2 separate regions of the Pan troglodytes genome follow, and region 1 is linked to region 2. The links are chromatin contacts, called in public HiChIP or PLAC-seq maps. All regions are on one chromosome and are shown on one strand. Each heading gives the region's core, a stretch centred on a gene start, on an enhancer-like site or on the middle of the called end of the contact. The rest is flanking DNA. Distances are from core to core; before and after follow the strand shown. Region 1 holds the start of LOC748709. Region 2 overlaps CDK6 (cyclin dependent kinase 6).

Region 1 (4,476 bases), core at 1,741-4,240, 140 kb before region 2:
ACTCGTAGAAGGGAGCTAGGGAGCCCGGAGCTCGGAGCACTGCCGGGACTCGGCCGCCTCATTTCTCTCCGGAAGGCTTTAATTTGCACACTTTCTTGCCACTGCGCCACGAGCCCCCAGCCCCGCCGGGGGGTGGGTCTCCGGCAGAGTTAGCTTCGCGGGTCCCTGCCCCCACCCCGCACGGTCGCCCCAGCTGCCTCCCCGGCTGGGGCCCCCAGCGCCGGCCGGAGCCCCGCGGCCCCCGTCCGCCCCCAGCGAGCGGCGCGGGCGGCGCCCTCCGCCGTCCCTCCGCCCTCCGCCGCTGTGCCCACCCCCTCGCCGGAGAGAGTGCTGGTAACTCCTTCCCCAGAGTCTGAATACCTGCTCCGCGAGGCCGCGGACACGTGCGGAGAGCCGACTGACACTCGCAGCCCCCTCGGGAGGCCCGACGCGACTGGGCCCCTCAGGTGAGGAGCTGTGCGCTCGGGTGGGTGGGCTGCGGGGTGGGGGGTCCCGGGGGAGATCTGGGGGATTGGCCGGGGTCCGAGGCAGAACTGTGGGTGGGGTAAGTGGAGGGTGGCGGGGGGTGGGGGGGCCTGTGTTTCCTTGGAATCGGCTTTGGTTAACCCCTTACGAACTGAGACGGGATTGGTTATGGGGGCCAGTTTTGGGGAGCTAGAGGATTCTCCTTATCTGATGAGAGGGGGAGATCCCAGCCTAGGGACACCCACGACACCGAGATCCTGCTTCCACGTATCCGTACGCACACACACCCACACGGAACACTCCTCATACAGTTTCTCCAAACGGAACTGGAACTCTACTCGGACACTCACATAATAATTCACATTTAGGGTTTAAAATGCACTGCCTCTAGGGACTCCATGCTGGAGAATGTGCTTGCATTTCCCCCTCGAAAACGCCCTCTCCAGCTCGCTGAGGTGTGGGTGTGGGCTCCACCTTCCCCTCCACGAGATAAATGTTAACGCAGGCTTCCTGCGGGCGTGTTATACACAGAAAATTGCACGCAGCCGGCCAGTGCCCAGGCTTGGAGCCCCGCGAAGACGCACGTTTGCTGTAGTTTCCAAGTTTACTTTTATAATTTAAAATATTGGAGTTAAACACACGCCCCGCAGTGAGCAGTCCTGGTCCCCGCAGCGCGCCCGTCCGTGTGCATATGGGCGCATCTGCGTGTGCGCACACGCGGGAGTCGCGGTCCCCGGTGTGGCCTCTTGTCGCTGTGCTGGTGGCGACCCTTGTGGTGCTTGGCAGGCTTCGGGAGAGGCGCATGAAGGATTTCATTGAGTGTGAAGACAGAGAGCAGAGACAGAAAGCAGAAGGAGGCGGCTGCAGCCTTTGTAGTCGCGGAGGAATGCGGAAATGTTGAAGCACTATGTCAAACTTTTTTTGAAATGGGGTCAAGTCACATTCAGCCAGCGTGGGAAAGCAACAACAACAACAAAAAAAAGTGGAGGAGAGGGGGGGAAAAGGCATTGCTGCTCCCGTTTCTCTCCGCCGAAGCCGACCGTCTGGGGGGCGAGTGGGGGGAGAGCCAGGGCAGTGCGGGGCCCGGCGGGGGCAGCAGGCGCAGTTCCCTGCGGGGGTGGGACGTCCCCGACGCTTCCTTCGCTGCGGAGCCCGGGGCTAGACTCGAGCGGGAGGGGGTTGGGGGGACGCAGGACAGGCGGGTTGGACGGCCGGCGGCGGCTCCCCGGCTACCTGTGTGGCCCTCGACCTGGCTCAGACCCCTGGGCAGTCCCTGGGGGCTCTTTCCTCGGCTTTTAAGGAAAGTTCTGAATGTAGTGAGTGCCAGAAGCTCTGCTCTCGCCGCGGTCCGCTCCACCCGCTCATCGTGGGGGTCGCGCCGTTTGTTTAATTCCTGGCAAAAGGCGAGCGGGCCAGCGGTTGCGAGGCAGGTAATTCCGAGGTGCCCCGGGAATTCCGGACATGCGGCCGTCGTGGTGAAAGTCCTGCCGAGGCCGCGGCGGCCCTGGAGGAGGGAGGCCCCCTAGGTCCCAGATAGCTGCTGAATGGGGAGGGAAAGTTAGGGTACCCTACTCTGGCGCTTTGTTGTGCAGAGGGCTCCGGGGGCGTCCGGCTGCAGACTGGACCGGGCCTTTAGCCGGAGGGGGAATGGGGCAGCCACCTCTGCTACCTACAGCGGGGAGGTCCTGGGAATGGGAAAAGGTTCGCGAGTCCGGGCCCCGAGGACAGAGACCTTCTCTCTCACCCCTGGAGGCGCAGGATTTAACCCCCCCCCCCCCCCCACCCTTTGAAAGGGAGGTTGAGTTTTGCTCAGGTCGAAATCAGTTTAAAACTTAAGGACGAGGCGCGATTATGCTATCCCCTTCCTGAAGTTATTCTTTAAGGAGACGACAAGCGAAATTGTGGCGAACACCCCTTTCTCCCACCCTTGGGATCCCGTGGGGGACGGTGTCTCCCCTCCCCCAGGACCGCTCGCTCGCCCACCCCCATTAGCCCCAACCCTCCCCGACCAGATGGCTGGTCTTCCCAAGGTTTCCACCAGGGAGGTCCTCCCAGTCGGAGAGAGAATTCCGTTTCCAACCGAGACTCCTTTACCCCAAAAAGACCATTTGTGTATGCGAGTCGTTTTTAAATGTCTCCTCGTAGAAAAACTGAAAGTAGAAAGAAAGAAAGCAATTTCTGAGCAGATGTCTGACCACCCCTTCTCGCACACTCCCAGCATCGGGTTACAGGGTCCTGGGAGCCCCCACCCACATTCTGCGGCCCCACACGGATGGACCCACAGTCCTTCCGCTCCAGCTTGTGCGCGACCCCTGAACGCCCTCCGGCACCCCTGGACCCCGTCTCCCTGCACGTCCGGGCCTCAGGAGGCGGGGAGGGTAGCGGCGCAACACAATGATATAGGGATAAATATTAAGCCGTGACATTGACGTGCCCGGCGCCTCCCCTCCCCCGCGCTCCCGGCACACTCTGGGCTGCTCGGCACGCCCCCTCCCGTTCCACTGCGTCCCGCGCCGCTCGCTCATCCCCGAGGGGCCCCTGCAACCTCTCCGCGCGAAGACGGCTTCAGCCCTGCAGGGAAAGAAAAGTAACTTCGCTTTTCTCGGAGGAACCAGGAAGGATTAAGCGGCTTGGGAGAGGGCAGGAGCGCGCGGAGGGTAGCGATGGAGGCTTCGTAAAGGAGGAGGAGGGGAGTCTGGAGGAACCCCGAGGAAGGCTTCTGGGCTGTCTGATTGCACTTTCTTCTTATCCTCCCGTCTCCTCCTTTAGGTGCAATGATTCTGGACTGAGACGCGCTTGGGCAGAGGCTATGTAATCGTGTCTGTGTTGAGGACTTCGCTTCGAGGAGGGAAGAGGAGGGATCGGCTCGCTCCTCCGGCGGCGGCGGCGGCGGCGGCGTCTCTGCAGGCGGAGTTTCGCGGCGGCGGCACCAGGGCTACGCCAGCCCCGCGGGGAGGTCTCTCCATCCAGCTTCTGCAGCGGCGAAAGCCCCAGCGCCCGAGCGCCTGAGCCGGCGGGGAGCAAGTAAAGCTAGACCGATCTCCGGGGAGCCCCGGAGTAGGCGAGCGGCGGCCGCCAGCTAGTTGAGCGCACCCCCCGCCCGCCCCAGCGGCGCCGCGCCGGGCGGCGTCCAGGCGGCATGGAGAAGGACGGCCTGTGCCGCGCTGACCAGCAGTACGAATGCGTGGCGGAGATCGGGGAGGGCGCCTATGGGAAGGTGTTCAAGGCCCGCGACTTGAAGAACGGAGGCCGTTTCGTGGCGTTGAAGCGCGTGCGGGTGCAGACCGGCGAGGAGGGCATGCCGCTCTCCACCATCCGCGAGGTGGCGGTGCTGAGGCACCTGGAGACCTTCGAGCACCCCAACGTGGTCAGGTGAGCCAGGGAGCTGCGCCCTCGCCATCTGGGGCCGCGCGCGCGCGGGGAGGGCCGAGCCGGGAATCCTCAGGCCCAGAAAGGTGCGGGGCAGAGGGCGACTGGGGAGGTCCTGCGCGACCTGTTGGTCTTACAGAGTGAGAGTTAAGTTTTGTCGACAGAGCTGCGAGCCAGAGCCGGTGACCTTGCCAGACAGCGAGCCGAAAGACAAGTCAAAAAAACATGACCTGAGCAGGCTTCCCTGCAGCTGTGCAACTTAGAAGCGTTTTCTCCCTGCCCACCCTGAAGGAGGGTCTGGGGGAGGTGGGTGCGTTTTAGGGACAGGATAAGCCAACCTGAGACATGCCCCGCTAGCCCCCGCATATTTTTCCTGGCCATGCCGTTGGGGAATTTTTGAAAGACAGAGTAGGTGAGACTGGAGAATGAGGATGCCGTGTGATAATCAGTGGGAACTTTATGGGTGGAGCCAAGTGTAAATCAGGTTAAGAAGATGCAGAAACATCATAATATTTTTGCCAGTCATACTCTCAGTTTCTCTTTATTAAAGTTGCGTAGTAAGAATGACTCCTGGTGGTCTAAGGAGTTTGAGTGCTGATGCCCAATCTCAAACAGCGTCATAAAAATTTCTTCCAAAACTGT
Region 2 (4,510 bases), core at 990-3,489:
CAGTAATACGATGAAAAATCTCCAACTGAACACAGCTTCCTTCTTAAAAGATTGACATGCCTTGGAGTCCCCAATAAAATAGTAATTGCAATGTACACCAATTGGTTAGAGCTGTGAAATATGTTTCCCGGGGGCTTCTCTGCAGTGGTAGAGGGCTGTCTGCCTGCATGGTTGTCATACTCAGTGGTTACTTGCAGACTCTGGAGTTAGACCTGGATTTGGATTGTATCTCTGACAAGTGGCTAGTTGTGGGACTACTGTAGTTATTAACATGTTTGAATATCAGTATCTTACCTAAAATATGGGTAAAAAATTATGTGCCTATCTCACAAGTTTTTATGTTTAAGTAACATAAAATGTGTGAAGTCCTTAGTGAAGTGCCAGGCGTACGGAAGACCCTTGATAAACTTCGGCTGTTTTTCTTTGGCTATGTCTTCTCTGTTGTGCAGCTCTGGGGTTTCTTTGAGCTTCTCAAAACATTCCTTCTAGTCAGTTTCTGCATTAGAGTAAAATATATTTACTTAATCACCATTGACTTCCACAATAGATAACAAGGAACAGGTTGTTTGGTCTGTAATGAAAGCCAGGCCGATAGTTACGATTACTATTAAGCATTCTTCGAGAAGCTGAAATGTTATTAACTGTCTTCCGAAGCACTTATTAAGAGCCAGTTATTAGTCCTGAAAAACAGTTCTCTCAAATATTCCTAAGATGACTTCCAGCTACAGTATACATGTACTTTATGACATTATAGATGGCTGCCTGGTAACGTAGAGGCCAGGCTTCATCTCCAAATGTGAAGAGAAAATTCTCTCTCTCATTCCTGTCTCATATTTGATTGGATGATTTTAGTAAGACTTAATGACTTTTTTGCGAATCGGTTAAACTTTCTGGTGTATGTTGCTTTTCATTTTCTTCTCCAGAAATCTTAATCCTCCTGAAGACAGGAAATGTGTTAGGAGTTCATAGACTCTGAATATTAGAATTGCACAATTCATGACCCCAGGATTCCATATGCTGTCCATTCAATAAAGGGGTGACACTGTCAATGATGATCAATGTTTAGATGACAAACATCTTTAAATCCACAAAATTTCTCATAGACCAAAGCGTTTGTTCTAGTCCCTGACATATCGAACCAGTTTTTTCAAAGTAAATCATTTGATCTGGTTCCTGACATATCAAACCAGTTTTTTCAAAGTAAATCTTGTGTCCTGAAAACATTTTGAGGCCTTAAATAATACCACTCTTGAATATCATCATTTGAGTAACTTAGTAAAGACTATTAAAGAAATACACATATATGGTAAGATTTTGTAGGATCTTCTTAGCATTAAGAATAAAAGATTATTAATTCTTTCCCCGTGAAACAACAACATATAATAATAAGCTAAATGTGGTCAGCTTTGATTTCATAACGGGAAAACTCCCTTTTCATTTTTACAATTGGTGTTTTCTCTTCAGCTGCTTTTTAAGTTGGCCTGTTAGCAATTTAGCCTGTCTTTAATTTTAAGCACCATTCTTCTAGTCAGGAGATCCCAATAGGAAGCCCACTCTTGTAGCCTCGCCTCTCATTGGCTAGCTGGGAAAAGAGCATTTCTGCATAAATTGGATGCTTCCTTCTCCCCTGGAGACCAAATATGCTCATGTTTCACAATCCCCTGGTTTATAACCTTGAGTCCATTGCCTAAAGCTGGAAACTTTCACTTTGTAGAACAGAGCACACTCCGAAACCCAGATCCAATACCGCTGACATGTCGGTGGGTCTGACAGCAGATTGAATACATGCTTCTTTCTTAATCCAGTGTTTCTGAGCTGCTCCAACTGAAATCAGAAACCGATGTGCGTGAGAGAGGTGTCCTTCAAAGAAAGGTATTTCCTTTGTGCAGCTCCAGTGCACACAGAATCCAAGGGGTTAACGTGAGAGCTGCTTTGAAAACAGAGGCGAAGGTCACTGGCGGCAACAGCAAAGACTTTTAAAGCCTGCCGTCCTGAGCCTTTCAGCCTGCCTTCCCCACCCAGGGGATTGTAAACATTGGCTCCCAGCCACCTCGTCCCAAAGCACAAAACTTCTCTGTGCTTTCAGCATATACATTTATGCTTTTTTATGGAAGTTGAAGCAGAGGCGCATTATTGCTGTGAGCCCAGAGAACATGTCTCTGTTCAATGAAAGGGGAGGAATCCTGTCCTGCCAGAATGTGAAAGCATGCAGATACGCTTATTTAGCGGGGCTTCACATGGAACTTAGCCGCTGCTCTTAGTCTGACTTTCTCAAGTCAAAAGAATGTGTAGAATGCTGTCACTTAATCAGAACCCAGAAGAGCTCTTTTATCTGCCATTTGTTTGTAACTTGCAATATTGTCCTTATCTCTTTGTCCTTTAGCTTGATCCAGTGCCCTCAGATATGAGAACTGGAAACATGAAAGCACTTATTACCTTGAGCATTGCTTCTTGATTTTTGTTGGTTTTTTTCTTTTCTTTTTTTTTTTTTTTTTTTTACTTCAGGGTCCCTTAATCACCAACAAAGAAGCTATGAGACTTTTTCCCCCTAATTTCTGCCTTAGTCCTAGGATCATATTTGTTTAGTAATATTTAAAAAAAACCAAGATGATTTGTATATTTACACTGCCATTTATACCTGGTTCTTTAAAAGTCTATTATTGACATAACTTTGTATCATTATAACTTTCACTGATCATTTGCATGAAACAGAATGGAATTTCCAGAGGTATCATGTGTAGCTTAAATTTCTCCCTCCCAAACTTTTTAATATGTCGTAGGAGGTTAATATCCTTCTGTCTATAAGTAATTTCAGTCATTTGAGATCATCTTTTTCTCTTTGGTAATTTCTAAAGACACAAACCAGAGATATATTTCAATAGGTAGGAACAGAAAAATTATATCCCATGTCATTCCTTTTTGCTGTGGTCTTTTTATATATATATAATTTTCTATTTCAGAGACAGACATGTCTTCTGAAATGGCCACTCTGAGCATATTTTGTAATAAATTTGGATGCTTACCTAATGAAGCACAATCACTACACATTTCTGTTTGAACAATGATGCTTGATTTTGAAAAGAACACGAGACAGACAACAGCCTCTCCCATGTTACATGACATGCAGACATGATTGTTCTCTAGCCTGTAGCTACATTGATAAGTGATATGTGGCTTTGCCTTTTGCCACTCAGGCTAAATAACTCTTGAAGGTTCTTCACAGGCTCTTCTGGAATTCCAATTTTGCTTTATGGAACCACAAATTATATTGAGTAATTATTAATGTTCTTTCAGTTTTCCTCTTGGTTAACGTTTGATTTCTGTAAATGTCAAGTTTCTGTGAACAGCATCACTGACCTGGATGTATTGGTACACAGTGCAATGTTCAGATGGTGTCACTGAGCATGTAGAATTTATTTATTCTAATTATAGGATTCTGGAGTTGGAAAGACTTTAGAAATAATCAAATGTGACTTCTTGATTTTGTAGTTGAGAAACTAGGGCCTAACAATATAAAATTACTTTTTTGCAATGTAATAAATATACAAAGGTTATTTATAACTAATATCCAGAGGTATATCTGGATATAAATATTTATTTAAAACTAATACCCAGAGTATATCTGGAACAAAAACTCAGATTTCAAAATCTCAATCAAGGACTCTTTCCCTTAGTCCATCTAGTCACATACCCCCTATACTGTATGGTGTTCACAGATGACTAAAGATGAGACTAATAAATGGCCGATATTTAGATCATCTTCAGCAAGTAGATGAGCACATAAATGATTATGAACAGACATTTTGTACACTGAGCATGAGGCAACATGGGGTCTTGGTCTTTACTTATTCCCAAGGGTACCTGGTAACTGACATTTCAACCATTCAGCTTATCAACTTGCCATACCCTAATTTCACTATAAACTTCTCACAATCTGTAAAATCCCCCTTTTCTCTTGCCTATTTAATGTGTAACAGTGACTTCACATGACAACAGTGAACTCTACATCAAAGCTGACAATATGACCAAAGCTATTCACAGAGGCTAATTCATAGCACTAACTGCTTTTATGACTGGAAAAGAAAGATTGACTGTAAATGTAAAAGCCTTCAATCCAAGTAGCACAAAAGAAAAAGAATTCTTTTCAACAAGCATCGATTGTATTTACATATTACTCATTATGAAAAATTAAAACATGTTAAAGTATATAATGATGAATTAATTAGAATGTACCTGTATAAACTAGGATGCAGGAAAAGTTTAAAGCATAAATGAATAAATTAGAAAACAGATAATAAAATGGAAAAATAAACCTACCAGTTGGTCCTGAGAGTCACCTTCTAGATCACGCCAGCCCACTTTGCTACTAGGTAATAGAGCTTTTGAAAGAACTTGTGGCATATGAGACAGGATCACATAGGGCTGGGAGGGAGTGCTGATCAGGGTTTCTCTGTGAACTCAGCCCATATCCAGTTATTCTCAAGCCTAGGCACCCCCATTTCTTTCTCTA

What was found. HiChIP or PLAC-seq counts read pairs in DNA pulled down with a chosen protein or histone mark.
Region 1: an H3K4me3 HiChIP or PLAC-seq map of stem cell-derived excitatory neurons shows a contact between it and region 2, with 5 times the contacts expected there. The contact joins the promoter of LOC748709 here to the enhancer-like site in region 2. A contact is called at or near these places in 5 of 7 Hi-C or Micro-C datasets (blood, induced pluripotent stem cells, a lymphoblastoid cell line and 1 more), 1 of 1 datasets of contacts at active chromatin or transcription factors (stem cell-derived excitatory neurons) and 1 of 1 other capture datasets (stem cell-derived neural stem cells).

The regions. Positions count from the first base shown.
Region 1 is chr6:102,209,230-102,213,705 of NHGRI_mPanTro3-v2.0_pri, reverse strand. It overlaps LOC748709, which reads right to left and starts at 2,990. Exons shown (of 6, transcript XM_063815936.1): 1 at 2,715-2,990; 2 at 2,033-2,134; 3 at 1,715-1,969; 4 at 361-1,623. The coding sequence starts at 2,990. The coding sequence ends at 853. CDK6 (cyclin dependent kinase 6) reads left to right here and starts at 248. Exons shown (of 8, transcript XM_003318579.6): 1 at 248-446; 2 at 3,235-3,837. The coding sequence starts at 3,605.
Region 2 is chr6:102,070,065-102,074,574 of NHGRI_mPanTro3-v2.0_pri, reverse strand. The region is part of intron 4 of CDK6 (cyclin dependent kinase 6); the gene reads left to right. Among named protein-coding and RNA genes, the nearest start is that of FAM133B, 110 kb to the right of the region's middle. Within about 2 kb of position 2,239, at least 13 of the 24 cell types and tissues checked have an H3K27ac peak or open chromatin away from gene starts, as enhancers often do. A contact at or near this core is called in induced pluripotent stem cells, stem cell-derived excitatory neurons, stem cell-derived neural progenitor cells and 1 more, where this site is marked.